2 separate regions of the Gossypium hirsutum genome follow, and region 1 is linked to region 2. The links are chromatin contacts, called in public Hi-C maps. All regions are on one chromosome and are shown on one strand. The core of a region is the stretch at or near the end of the contact, and the rest is flanking DNA. Distances in the headings are between cores, read along the strand shown. Region 1 holds the start of LOC107929409 (protein MODIFYING WALL LIGNIN-2). Region 2 has its middle 27 kb from the start of LOC121205179.

The links. A called contact is a pair of places that touch in the nucleus more often than the background predicts.
Region 1: a contact with region 2 is called in a Hi-C map of hypocotyl, with 4 times the contacts expected there. The contact joins the promoter of LOC107929409 here to the enhancer-like site in region 2. A contact is called at or near these places in 5 of 34 Hi-C or Micro-C datasets (anther, hypocotyl, leaf and 1 more).

Annotation. Positions count from the first base shown.
Region 1 is chrA08:109,967,583-109,973,403 of Gossypium_hirsutum_v2.1, forward strand. LOC107929409 (protein MODIFYING WALL LIGNIN-2) reads left to right here and starts at 1,699. Exons shown (of 3, transcript XM_016860822.2): 1 at 1,699-2,218; 2 at 2,294-2,493; 3 at 3,330-4,102. The coding sequence starts at 2,114. The coding sequence ends at 3,558. It overlaps LOC107929410 (a long non-coding RNA gene), which reads right to left. Exons shown (of 6, transcript XR_005899437.1): 3 at 5,296-5,821; 4 at 4,993-5,092; 5 at 4,604-4,855; 6 at 4,286-4,447.
Region 2 is chrA08:109,800,238-109,806,345 of Gossypium_hirsutum_v2.1, forward strand. No RefSeq gene overlaps it. Among protein-coding and RNA genes, the nearest start is that of LOC121205179, 27 kb to the left of the region's middle. Within about 2 kb of position 4,369, at least 1 of the 9 cell types and tissues checked has an H3K27ac peak or open chromatin away from gene starts, as enhancers often do. A contact at or near this core is called in hypocotyl, where this site is marked.

The DNA of each region.
Region 1 (5,821 bases), core at 449-2,948, 160 kb after region 2:
TCCGAAGGGAGTTTGCTTTGAAATTGATAAAATTATTTGTAACTCTGTGTAGGGACACATTGAGGAGAAGAAAGGGATAAATCTTTTCAAGTGGAATGATCTCTGCAAAGTTCCAAAACGTGGCAGCATTAGCTTTAACAAGCTTGATTGTCCAAATGATGCTTTCCTCGTAAAAATTGGTTTTAATCTTATCAAGAAACCTAATTAGTTATGGGTTTAGGTTTTCAGAACCAAATATAAATTGAGGGGAAATCTACCTACATCCTTATATATGGGTAATGTGTCATGGTTATGGAAAAGAATTTGTGGTATTTGGCGTAGGATTTGTGATGGTTTTATCTAGAATGTAAGGAATGGCATGAATGTAGATTTTTATAAGGGTAATTGGGTTAAGGAATGTATCCTCTTATTGATGTTTGCACCCAACCCTTATAAATTCCTATTAAACATGTTCCTGTTAAGGATATGGTAACTCGCAATGTGATCGTATTTTCAAGACTACTAGTCTCATAGGGTTTTACTCTTAAATCCGTAAACAAAAAAAAAAAGAAAAAAACTCCATCAACTAGCTAATAATAATATAGAATTATGACAAATTGAGTAACATGTACATTCATCAGCCATGTTTGTATTTGGGCAAACTTATGGTAAATATCTTTCTATGCCTTACACTTAAATTTTCATTTAGTATTGAACACTTTAAGTATAATGAGTGAATGTCGGATTTTATTGCATTTGGTTTTGAAGTAAATGATCGTTAGTGTGTGGTTTATGGGGATTTAGGTTATGGATTGTTATTTCTTATTTTTATTTAAGGTTTTTCAAGTAAAATGTTTATGCTTTAGATGAGATAAAAAGGAAAAACGCAATGGATAAAAATGGAGAAAGGCGAGAAAGGCAATGGATAAAATGTTTATGCTTAAAATTTTAATTTTGATTAAATCATACACATTTAAAGAAATAAATTCATTAATTTATTTTTATATTAAATAACTATAATTATTTATGCATGCGGTATATAAACAAAAAACGATGTTATATCCATAATTGTGTTAATAATTTACAAGAATTGAATCAAATCAAAATTTTATGTTAAAATTACACAAAATCAAAATTCAAGTATACAATTACAATTAAATTATAGTTCATATATAATTTTAATATTTATCCCTATAAAAATATAATAAAGTCTAAGGTTTTGAAAATTTTAGTGTCATGGTTAAATTGTATTATTGTGAGTTTTTTTTTTTTATTCAGTCTAAATTGTATTTTATAAATTTTATATAGAATATGAAAAGATAAAAACATTCCCTACTTTAAGAAATCATTTTTAATGTTTATTAATAGTTAATCAACTCAATATTATCTTAGCTAGGCTAAGAGGCCCGTTCTTAAGGTAGAGGTCCTTAATTTCCAAGGCGAGCTCCCGGATGATTTATAAATATAAAAAATTTAAAATTTAAATAGAAATAATCAATTATTTAAAATAGTCTAGATTTTCAAAACGATTATTATTCTATTTACCCATCATAGTGTTTTAATTATATTAAAAAATGAATTACATGTTACAGAATTTTCTTTTATTCCACGATCACTATATAATTATACTTTCTAAAATAATTTTATTAAAAAATATGAGCTTAGGAATTATTATCAAATAAGATGCTATTATATATATTATCATTCATTTATTCTATTCTACTTACAATGCCCATTTAAAATAAATCAAAGTCTAACAGCCAATTCGCCATTGCGGAATATAGCAAGAAAAAGAGAGGAGAAGAAAGTGCCAGTTATACTCGGTGGTAACTTAATGCTCACTCTTGAGGTGGTGGAATTTAATAAGAAAGTGTTGGTTCAGATTTCACCCATCCAAAAACTTCCCATATAATCTAAACAACTTCCAACTAGGGACAGGGACAGCGACAGAGACATGCATGGTTTCTCTCCTTACAAGCAATGTCAATGAAACAATTGTTTGTAAGAACCCCAAGAAAGCTCGCTCCCACCCCCACCCCACCGCACAGAAACAGGAGCTGGATATTTGATCACCGCCACCACCTCTTCTCTTCACTAACTTCCAACTTCCCAACACAAAGCGGCCACCTGCGATATGGGAAAACATCCACTTGGTTGCGTCTTAACGTTCTCTGTCCTTGCCTCCCTCGGCCTTGTCTCCTTCGCCGCATGTCTGGTTGCTGAGGCAAAGAGATCCAAGGTATGTATATAAATTAATTCATTCCTTGCTATTATTAGTTGATAAGGGTTTTTAATTGGTTTAATTCTCCAGAAGGTTGATTTGAAGTTGGATGGAAAGATGTGTTTCTTGCCTGGAAAGAGTGATGCCTTTGAACTGGGTGTGGCTGCATCAGTCTCTCTCTGCACCGCTCAAATCATAGGGAACGTACTACTCTGTGCAAGTTACTGGTGGAGTGCAAACACAAGAAAGCCTAAAAAACCAACTCTTACTGCAATTTTGCTGGCGTTTTCCTGGTAAGGTGTTGCACTGCATGTGTATTGATTATATTGATGCCACCAGTTATGTGGATTGCCTATGCCAGCCATGTTAACACAAAATTAGGCCACTACTACTACTGCTTGTACAACTGTATTTAAGTGGACCCGACCGGGGAACACCTTCTATAATTGCAATTTTTTTAGCTACAAATGTATTTTTGACCTTTTTAAAAATTAACATTTTTTCTATTTTTTAAGGTATGTACCGGAGGAAGCCTAATAATTAATCCAAAAATTTTATTAACTTTAATCCCGGATTAGAAGGCGGCTTCTTAGACAGTATCATTTTCCTAATCATAAACGAAAAACCTTCATTTTCTTTTATTGTTTTCTTCCTTCCTTTCAATATTTCTAGAATTCCTGGTCAGCAGAAAAAGGTCCAAGTAACGAATTTTCCAATGGAGCTACAAGTGGGTTAATTTGATTGGGTAGAGTAGATCAGAATCTAGAATTTTTAAGGGTTTTTAAGGGATAGATATGAAGGAGATTGGAGACAAACTAGTTGTAGAAAATGGGTGGACAGCTGGAAATATACCCCTTTCTATATCCCACTCCCCCCAGATCAGATCATCCAACGACTGGATGCGCCTAGGAAAATATATTCTCTAAAAATAAAAAAAATCAAAGATAGCAGACACATAGTCTTGGACGTTGGTGTCTAGTGCTACTAAATAAAATAAAATAATAATTAATTAAATTTGGATATGGATTTGGAGGAACATGGATTGTCTTTGCTTTTCTTTTCTTTTTAATTAAATTTTTTTTAAAAACTTGGAATAGAATCTTATATTAAAAAGAAAGAAATATTGCAGGATCAGCTTTGGAGTTGCAGCAATCCTAATAAGTGCAGCGACGAGCATGAGCAGAGCACAACCCTACGGAGAAGGGTGGTTGGACGGTGAATGTTACCTAGTTAGAGACGGAGTGTACTTGAGCTCCGGGGTCTTAAGTCTACTTGCCGTCTTCACCTTGATTGGAGCTGCCTCCATCACAATTACAAACAATCAAGTACTTGACCAAGCCCACAAAATCAATGCATGAAAATCAAAATAAACAACAGTGATAGAAAGAAAATATAGACACGTACGTATGATGGGGTGTTGAATTTTTTAAACAAACGACAGTCAGGTATGTATGTATAAGATCAAGTGTGAAATTAATGCATTCAAGTCCACCAAGATCACAAGTGACGGAGCAGAAGCCGGGAGCCCCCCCCCCAATCGGATAAAAATCAAATAAAAGAATGAACAAGAGCCAACGAGGAAGGCGCCCCAAAGCGATATCTTACCATATACAGTTACCTACTCCATTTCTTTGATCCGTTCCCTAAGGAAAGGAATAATAAAATAGGTTCAACAAGAATGAAAGTGGTGGTTCTTCTGTAAAGTTGGTTGTTGGTCGATCTGGATGGTCCATCCCCCCCACAGCGACAACGATGTCATTTTAATTCCTATCTTGCAAAAAATTTTCCTTATGCCCTTTTTCCTTGTTTCACCACTTGTATTCCCAAATTATTGTAGTTATATACATACAATTTATGTACTATATACAAAGCAAATTAAGGCCTCGTATAAATTTGGATGCAGCACTCCTTGAGCCCAAACCACATCAATGTTTGATCAATATGTCTATTTATCCAAATAGATTATCAAAGGGACTCAGTTACATTTGGTACTATTCCACCATGCTCAGAAAAATACTTCCACAGTCCATAGAGGTCTTCATCATGACTATATCAAAATTCTTCTTATTATGATGCCCTTTCCTATTGTTCATCAATGATATTCCCATTTCTCCTAACATTCAAATAAAAGTTAGCTGCTACGTTTTACATGTTAAAAGAATGTTTTCACCAAAATCATTTTTACAATCTGAACCCATTTCTCCTATATACTCCAATCTCTTATTGTAGATGAGATTTGCCTAAATCCTGCAAAAATAATAGGGATGGTGGAATTCAGTCTACAAGGATGGTGGACAGCCGATCATCATTCACATATGTGCATGCAATGATGCTTTTTCCTTAAAAATAGTACAGCAGAAAGGCGAGCTCATGACAAAATCCTAAACAACAACATTCATTTACCTCGAGATTTTTTTTTCAATTTGCCAAAGGCTGATGATGTAAACTGAGAAGATAGATGGCAATGTCTCTAGCAGCCATGGCATAAAACAGAATGCTGAAAGTATTAGAAATACATGTGCCCACGGCCCCTCCCACCATAGCCGTATCGGCTGCTCCAGTTATATGAGACCCTCAAGTTCTGACCAAGTCCTTAACATAGCCTCTAAGAGGTCCATAACTGCATGACACCTAAGTTGGAAGTCGCCAAAAGTCCTGAAAGTTAAAAATGCAACATAAAATCAATTATTAAGCAAGCCTTAACCTTTCTAAGTTTTTTGCACCTTTTTTTTTTTGTGAAAAATTAAAACAAACCTTTGGTGAAAAAGAAAAGAAAAAGAAATATAACAAACCTCACTATCTAACTGCATTCTCTCACAGAAACTATTCTTGCAGCACATGAGTGAGAATTGCAAGAAATTGTGTCAAAGAAGTCATCCTTCCGTAAGCAGGCTGCAGAAAAAACCAATAGAGTTCATACAAACCTCTTCATACAAACCTCTATGAACTAATAACTGTTCTCACACAAGCTGTGACTTCAATTCGAACTAGCAATGATGGATAGAAAAAACCTGACATGTACATATTACATAAACCAAAAATATTTTCGGATCAAATTTGGACACTAGACCACTACACCCTGTTTGTCCACCAACCTCTGATCTGACACGTGATTCTTTATGCGTCCTGCTTTATCCTTTTGGTTTGCTTTCCCAAGGTAGCCCCACTTTCATCCCTTTTGAACTTCTCATCCATGGCTTCAAAGTCAAATTCTTCAGTAAACCGTGGTGGAGGGTAGACTGCTAAACAATCTGATGTAACTAGTAACTTTTTGTAATATCTCAAGCTGCCTAATACTATTTACACAAATGAATTTTAAGCAGTGTCTAGAACTCCATATTTATCATTTACCTAAATAATAAAACAGCCGAAGGCACAGGTTAGAAAAACTTTTTGTACAAAGATTCAATATGATTACTTGTCAAAGCAGTACAAATACAGACAATAATATTTATGCATGGCTAATTACAAGCATAAACTTTCAGATTCAACAAAGGACAGATAAAACTCTTGGTAAACAGAAGAAATGATGAGACCTGTTGTTCATGAATTGGAAATGGCAACAACGAAGGTTGAGTTGCTAGAGTAGAATTCACAGATGCAAAGGCAGTTGTGTCCTTA
Region 2 (6,108 bases), core at 3,119-5,618:
GCTTCCTAATGACCAAAAGAATGTAGTTACAAAGAAGATGGCTATTTTTCTTCATAATGTTGTTTCTTTTACCTCATTTGATCTTGGCTAGATGATATTTTATAAAACTACTAAATATGCAAAGATCATGAATGCAAGGCTAGCATTGTCTTTTTCCTTTTCTCATATTCTAGATTCTAGTGAAGCAAATGTCACAAATAGTTGGCAAAGATGAGGTCTACGAGGCCCTACCGTCTAAGTGGAACTATACTTCCAAGTAGAAGAATGGAAAACCCATTATAGAGGAAACTATTCCGGATGAAGATATTGAGCTTGATAAGCCAGTGCCAAACTAATTGTAGCTGACTCAACATCTTCTAGGCCAACAAGTGTTGCTCAAGATAACTCGTAGAGCATTTGAATTAGGAGTTGGCCAGCCTTTGCAAAAACATTCAATATTATTAGAATTAATTGAAGATACTCGAATAGTAAAGGACTAGAGCTCAATGATATAAGATGGATCTAATTGCTGGAGTAATTTTTTTTTACATTTTTGAATAAAAATGGAGGAAAGCTGCATGGGGAGAAAGTTGAAGTTGGTTGGTTATTATTGCTAGTCTACTGCTAGTTATTGTTTTTATTGATGAAGATTTTTTTTTGTTTATTCTTTTTGGAATATTTCATGTTGAGATACTAATAATATTTGAACATGTTTCTTTATGATGACGTGTCCTTAGCATGTTACTTATATTTCCTCAACTTCACTATAATATTACTAATTTCTTGCATTCGAATTATCAATGCTCTGATATCTTACATTAATAGTTTATTCCATGATTTAAATTCATAGTTGAGTGTATGGATTAAAGGGGGGATATTGAATTTGTTCTCCTTGCTTGATATGCTTCTAAGTTTTTGTTTAAAAATACCAAAAGGGGATATTGTTAGTTCCAGTCATAACCACTAGCTACAACGCTTGTTTCAACTTAAGGAAAGTTGGTATAACATTATAACTTTCAGTGTTTGATTGGCATATTTTGAGAAATATTGTTTGGACCGTTAATTGTTGATTTTTGAAGATTGTTAGCAGCTCATTAGTGAAGACTTTATGTGGATGGATCAAGTCAAGTAATGATTAGAATCAAACTTTCAATACAATCAAAGTTCCCCTTAAATAGAAGATTTGATCTTCAAAGGAGTTTAAGGAGAATAAGATCTTTGTCAATACACTTTCATTGAAAACCTTTTCAAGTAACTATTTTAGGGAAATTAGTGATTGTAACTGGTTTTATTTCAACAATCCTTTTAATTCTTATGTATTAACTGACTTGTTATAAGTTAGATGAAGGAAATAGAGAATACTTTATTTGTTCAATTAGGAATTATTTCTTTGAGTCAAAATTGTAAGTAAACTTGTGTTTATTTGCTTACCTCTAAGCTTTTAGGAGAGAAGTTTTAGAAAGAGAGTGATCTAGTTTAAAGTATCATAGTGATGTAGCAACCTTGTAAAGGTCTTGAACTTAAATCATAATTTGTACTTATTCGTTACATGAATTACTCTTTAGACAATTCCCTACAAATATATAAAATCTTTGAATTACATGAACAATTTTCTGATGTACATCTCAATAACTTACTAATAATTTACGTCCAATTGCAAATGAATAAATATCTACTAACTTTCAAAACCATCTCATTACATGTATCCTTCGGACTGAGACAATAAACTCCAATGTTTCCAACCATCTTTTTAAAAATGTTTTCTAGTAAACCAAAAAACAGTTAAATTGTTGAAAATTTAGGGCTTCTAATTAGTTTATCTAAATTCTTCTCTCTTCTTGTTCTTTTTCGAAATAACCTAAATTCTTCTATCTTTATAAGTAGCACCTTTTTCAACCCAATCATCGTCCTGGGTGGGTTTTCGTGGTCAAGCGAAGTGACACATACAATAAATACAAATTAACCCAACATTTATGGTGGCAAGGAAGGAATAGAACAAAGCATGCCAAAGCCATCATTTTAAATTTTAACTTAACTTATACGCTTAGTGGAAGAAGCATTTACTTTTAAAACCTTACCTTACCTAGATAAATACATCGTACTCTAGATTTCAATCCCTCTCATAATTATATAGTACTAGTTATTATATTTATTACAATTTAAAAGAAATAATAATCAAAGTGTTTATGGTATTGTCTAATCATAACCAATGCCCTACTTAATATATATATAAAAAAATTCTACGAGCTAATCAATGAGCGGCCGAGGAAAGGTAGCTAAAATAGAATGTGAAAGGAAATGCTAAACTTGCCATTTTAGGAAATTATTCCCATGTTTGCTTCGCTTTCTTCTACTAATTTTGATCAACTATGGAACAGACATTGCCATGTGCATCAAACTCTCGATGACTAAAAAACCTGCTAGTGGGACCGTACCATCGTCTTAAATAGCAGTCTCAGGAATTGTTTGCCGCAGACTGGTAACTGAATTACTTTCTTCATTGCTAGCCCTTTCTATCTATCTCTTTCACTTCTTGTCAACCCTAGCTCGATGGCAGCATACAAAGCCAACACGTTTGTGCTTTCTTTGTTTGTGCTTCTACTTCTGCAGCAGCATTTTGACCACATATCAGCATCACGAGCAGCACTGCCATTACGTGCATCGCCTATCACTACTAGAGCTTATTTGGGAAAGCCAACTTCTCCTTCTCTTCATTTTACTATAAATCGTTATAAGATGACTGAGACCGAAGCTTTTCGGCCAACAACTCCCGGTCATAGCCCTGGTATTGGCCACGACAACCCACCATCTGGCCATTAGAATATATATATATATGGAGTGATATCAAGTCTCAATCTCTTGCTAGATTTAATATATGCATGTTTCTAGTTGATTAGTGAGTGTGGCAGTGTGATAAAAGATTGAAATAATTTTAAAGAAAAACCTAAAAAATATTTTTTTTTTCTGATAAGGGGAAGGGTAGGAGTTGTCCGGATATCGAATAGATTCATAAAACCTCCAAAAGGTACTTCCTTTGCAAGTTTTTTGTTTTCTGCAGTCTTGTAGCTCTTAGAATGAGTTAGGGTCGGGTTTTCCCCTTGGCACCTTTTATATCTTGGAATATTTTCTTCCAAGTTATCAGCAGTTCTACAACGGGCATATGAAAAAGCCATCCTTTTATTTGTAAATTGTACTAGCTTCCTTGTATATGTGGCCTTTTCAGCATGCATGCGGTAGTTTTACTTTTTGTTCTTTTTTTAATTTCTGATGATATCAAGTAATATTCTATCTCATCTTGAATTTTGGCTTGGTTGACATCTTAATGGAAAGAGTGAGTTCAAGCAATGTTTATATCTTTTCTTTTTTGTTTCTCTATATCGTTCTTTTGCAGTTAGTAATTAATTTAAGAGTTAAAATTTCATAAACGAGCTATACATATTAAAATTTATTTATTAATAAGTAACACTATGTGTCAAGTTTTTCTCAATTAATTTTTTATTTATTAATATCTAACACAAATTTAATCTATCATTCTTAAATTTAATTTACATATTTAATGTATGTGTAATATGTATCTAAATTTAACATATATTAATATACCAAATGCACTTAAAAGTTAAGATTCTACAATTGTTTCCAAACTTCAAAATATTCTAATTGAACTTTTAAAGAATCAATATCATATTAATTGGGTTCTTCGCCATCTTGCTCATTATTAGCTTAGGCGTTAATTGACAACTTAAATATGATGTAAAATATATTTAAAATATATGACTCAAATTATAAATAAATGTACATCTACTACATTTATAGCTTGGATCTAATTTGTTAAAAAAGAGAGAAAAAAACTCTTAAATTTTATTGATACAATATTTTTTTAATATGTTACATTCATTCTAACGTATATATTTATAATTTAATTTATGTGTTTTAAATATATTCTATATGATATTTAAATTGACATTTAAAAATTAAATAAACTTTTAAATTGATAAAATAATATGATTAATGCAATAGTAATATTTTAAAATTTTAATTAAAATATTTTATAATTTAAGAATCTACTCAAAATGAGGGTGATACTTTAGATATGTTTGATAGAATTAACTATATTATTAACTTTTTTATAAAAAAAATTAAAATCCTGGCTGAATGTGATTGTTATGACTTAATTGTTTAATATGATATGACCAACTACAGTTGCCTTCTCGTCCGTCTCAGAAACTGAGTGACAAAAGAGACATCGACAATATATCACATCACATCGCAGATTTTTTCCCTTTTGTTAATGATGCCCAGCAAAAAGTGTAGCTAGTGCACCACTGTCCTTTGACAATAGCATAAATTCAGGATAGTATAAAATAATTATCAAGATAATAATTAAGTTTCTTGCCATGGCTTGGCCTTGGCCCCAGAATCGGATTTGGACAATCTAAAATAACTTTCTCATTTAACTAGCTAGGCATGAATTTGCTTTATTTGTTAGAATTTAGAAAGTGGTCTATATATGCCCTGGGCTTTGGTATCTTCGATTAAATGAAAAATAAATCATTTCAACTTTTCTAATTTCTTTTATTAAAATTAATTTTTACTATTATATGTGTTGTATTTAATTTTACACGTTTAATATTTAATTAATTTTTTAACATATTATATTTTAATTACAACAATCAACATAAAATAATATGTTTATTTAAATTATTGAATATAATTAAAATATATTAACTTATCAATTCAAATATTATAATATAAAATTTTTAAATAATATCGGATTTTGCTCAACAACGGTGCCAAACTTCGAGCTGGTTACCAGCCGCCTTTTTCCTCTCCCATCAACTATTTATTTCTTTCTTCTTATCATTCACTACACATATCTTCTCTCTTTCAGTTCGCAGATCTATTTTGTGGGTATCTTTATTGTTTTTGCAAGTTGTGATGGACAAATGACGGTGTCTGCCATTCACTAAAACTCTAGTGGCCACCAATAGTCTTTTCGTGAAAAGTGGGTGACTTTTCATCAACTTCTTAATCTGTTTTTGTTTTGAGAGTATTTTAGAATAAAAAATGATTTTACGTGTCGATTTAGACCCATGTTATCTTAAGTTTTATATTTTTTTGTTTGTTTTTCCATTGCTTAATAAGTCTTCAGTTTTAGAAGTTTTTGTCTGATCTTGTAGCTTGTTTTTCAGTCTTATTTATGCATGCAATCTTAGTTTTACAAGTGATTTTAGGGATTATTTGTTGTTGTCCTCCCTAATTTGGTAAATGCTCGATTTTCTTTCGATTTTTGCTCTCCGCTTTGAACTATTCGAGTCTGATTTTCTTATCGTATTAAGTGTTTGCAATCACTCCAGATATGTTGTGCTTGAGTTGTGACAAAGTCAATTGTCAACGTGTCATAATGTTCTATTGATGCTGAGGCTAAAGCCTTTGTTGTGTTGATGGAGCTTGTCCTTAACCATCTACAACGACTTTTTGCTATTTTGTTATCTGAATTGTATGTTTCCATTCATTGAATGAATTAATGAATTTACCTTTCAAAAAATTTTTAAATAATAATTAAATCATTTTTTACATATCCAACATACAATATAGTTTTGGTTATGTAATTAATTCATAGTAATATTATTCAAAATAATATTTAATTAACATGATTAATTTTAATAGTCATTAAGTGATAATTATTATGCTAATAATTTTATTCAAATAATAACTCTATTTTACATTAATAAAAATAGTATAAGTTCTTTTTTAAGATAAAATTAGCATAATGTTTGTTTAGGTAAAAAAAATTAATTAATAATGGTAAAATATAATTATGATTATCACATCTTTTTTTTTTCTATATATTTTATGGAGTTAATTGCACATAATTTCCTAAAGTAAGACTTTCATTTTAAATTAATCCTAAAACTTTAAAACATTCTAATTAGATATTATGTAACATAATTTAAAATGAAACTTTTAAAGAAAAATGAATATTGTAAAAATGGAAGTTGTAAGAATCTTGATTTTGAGGTTTTCAAAGATTTTACATATACAATCATTCACTTTCTCTTTTTGAAGGGTTTTACTATATTTTTAGTTTTTCACTTTTATTAAAAAATTATTTTAAATTATGTTACATAA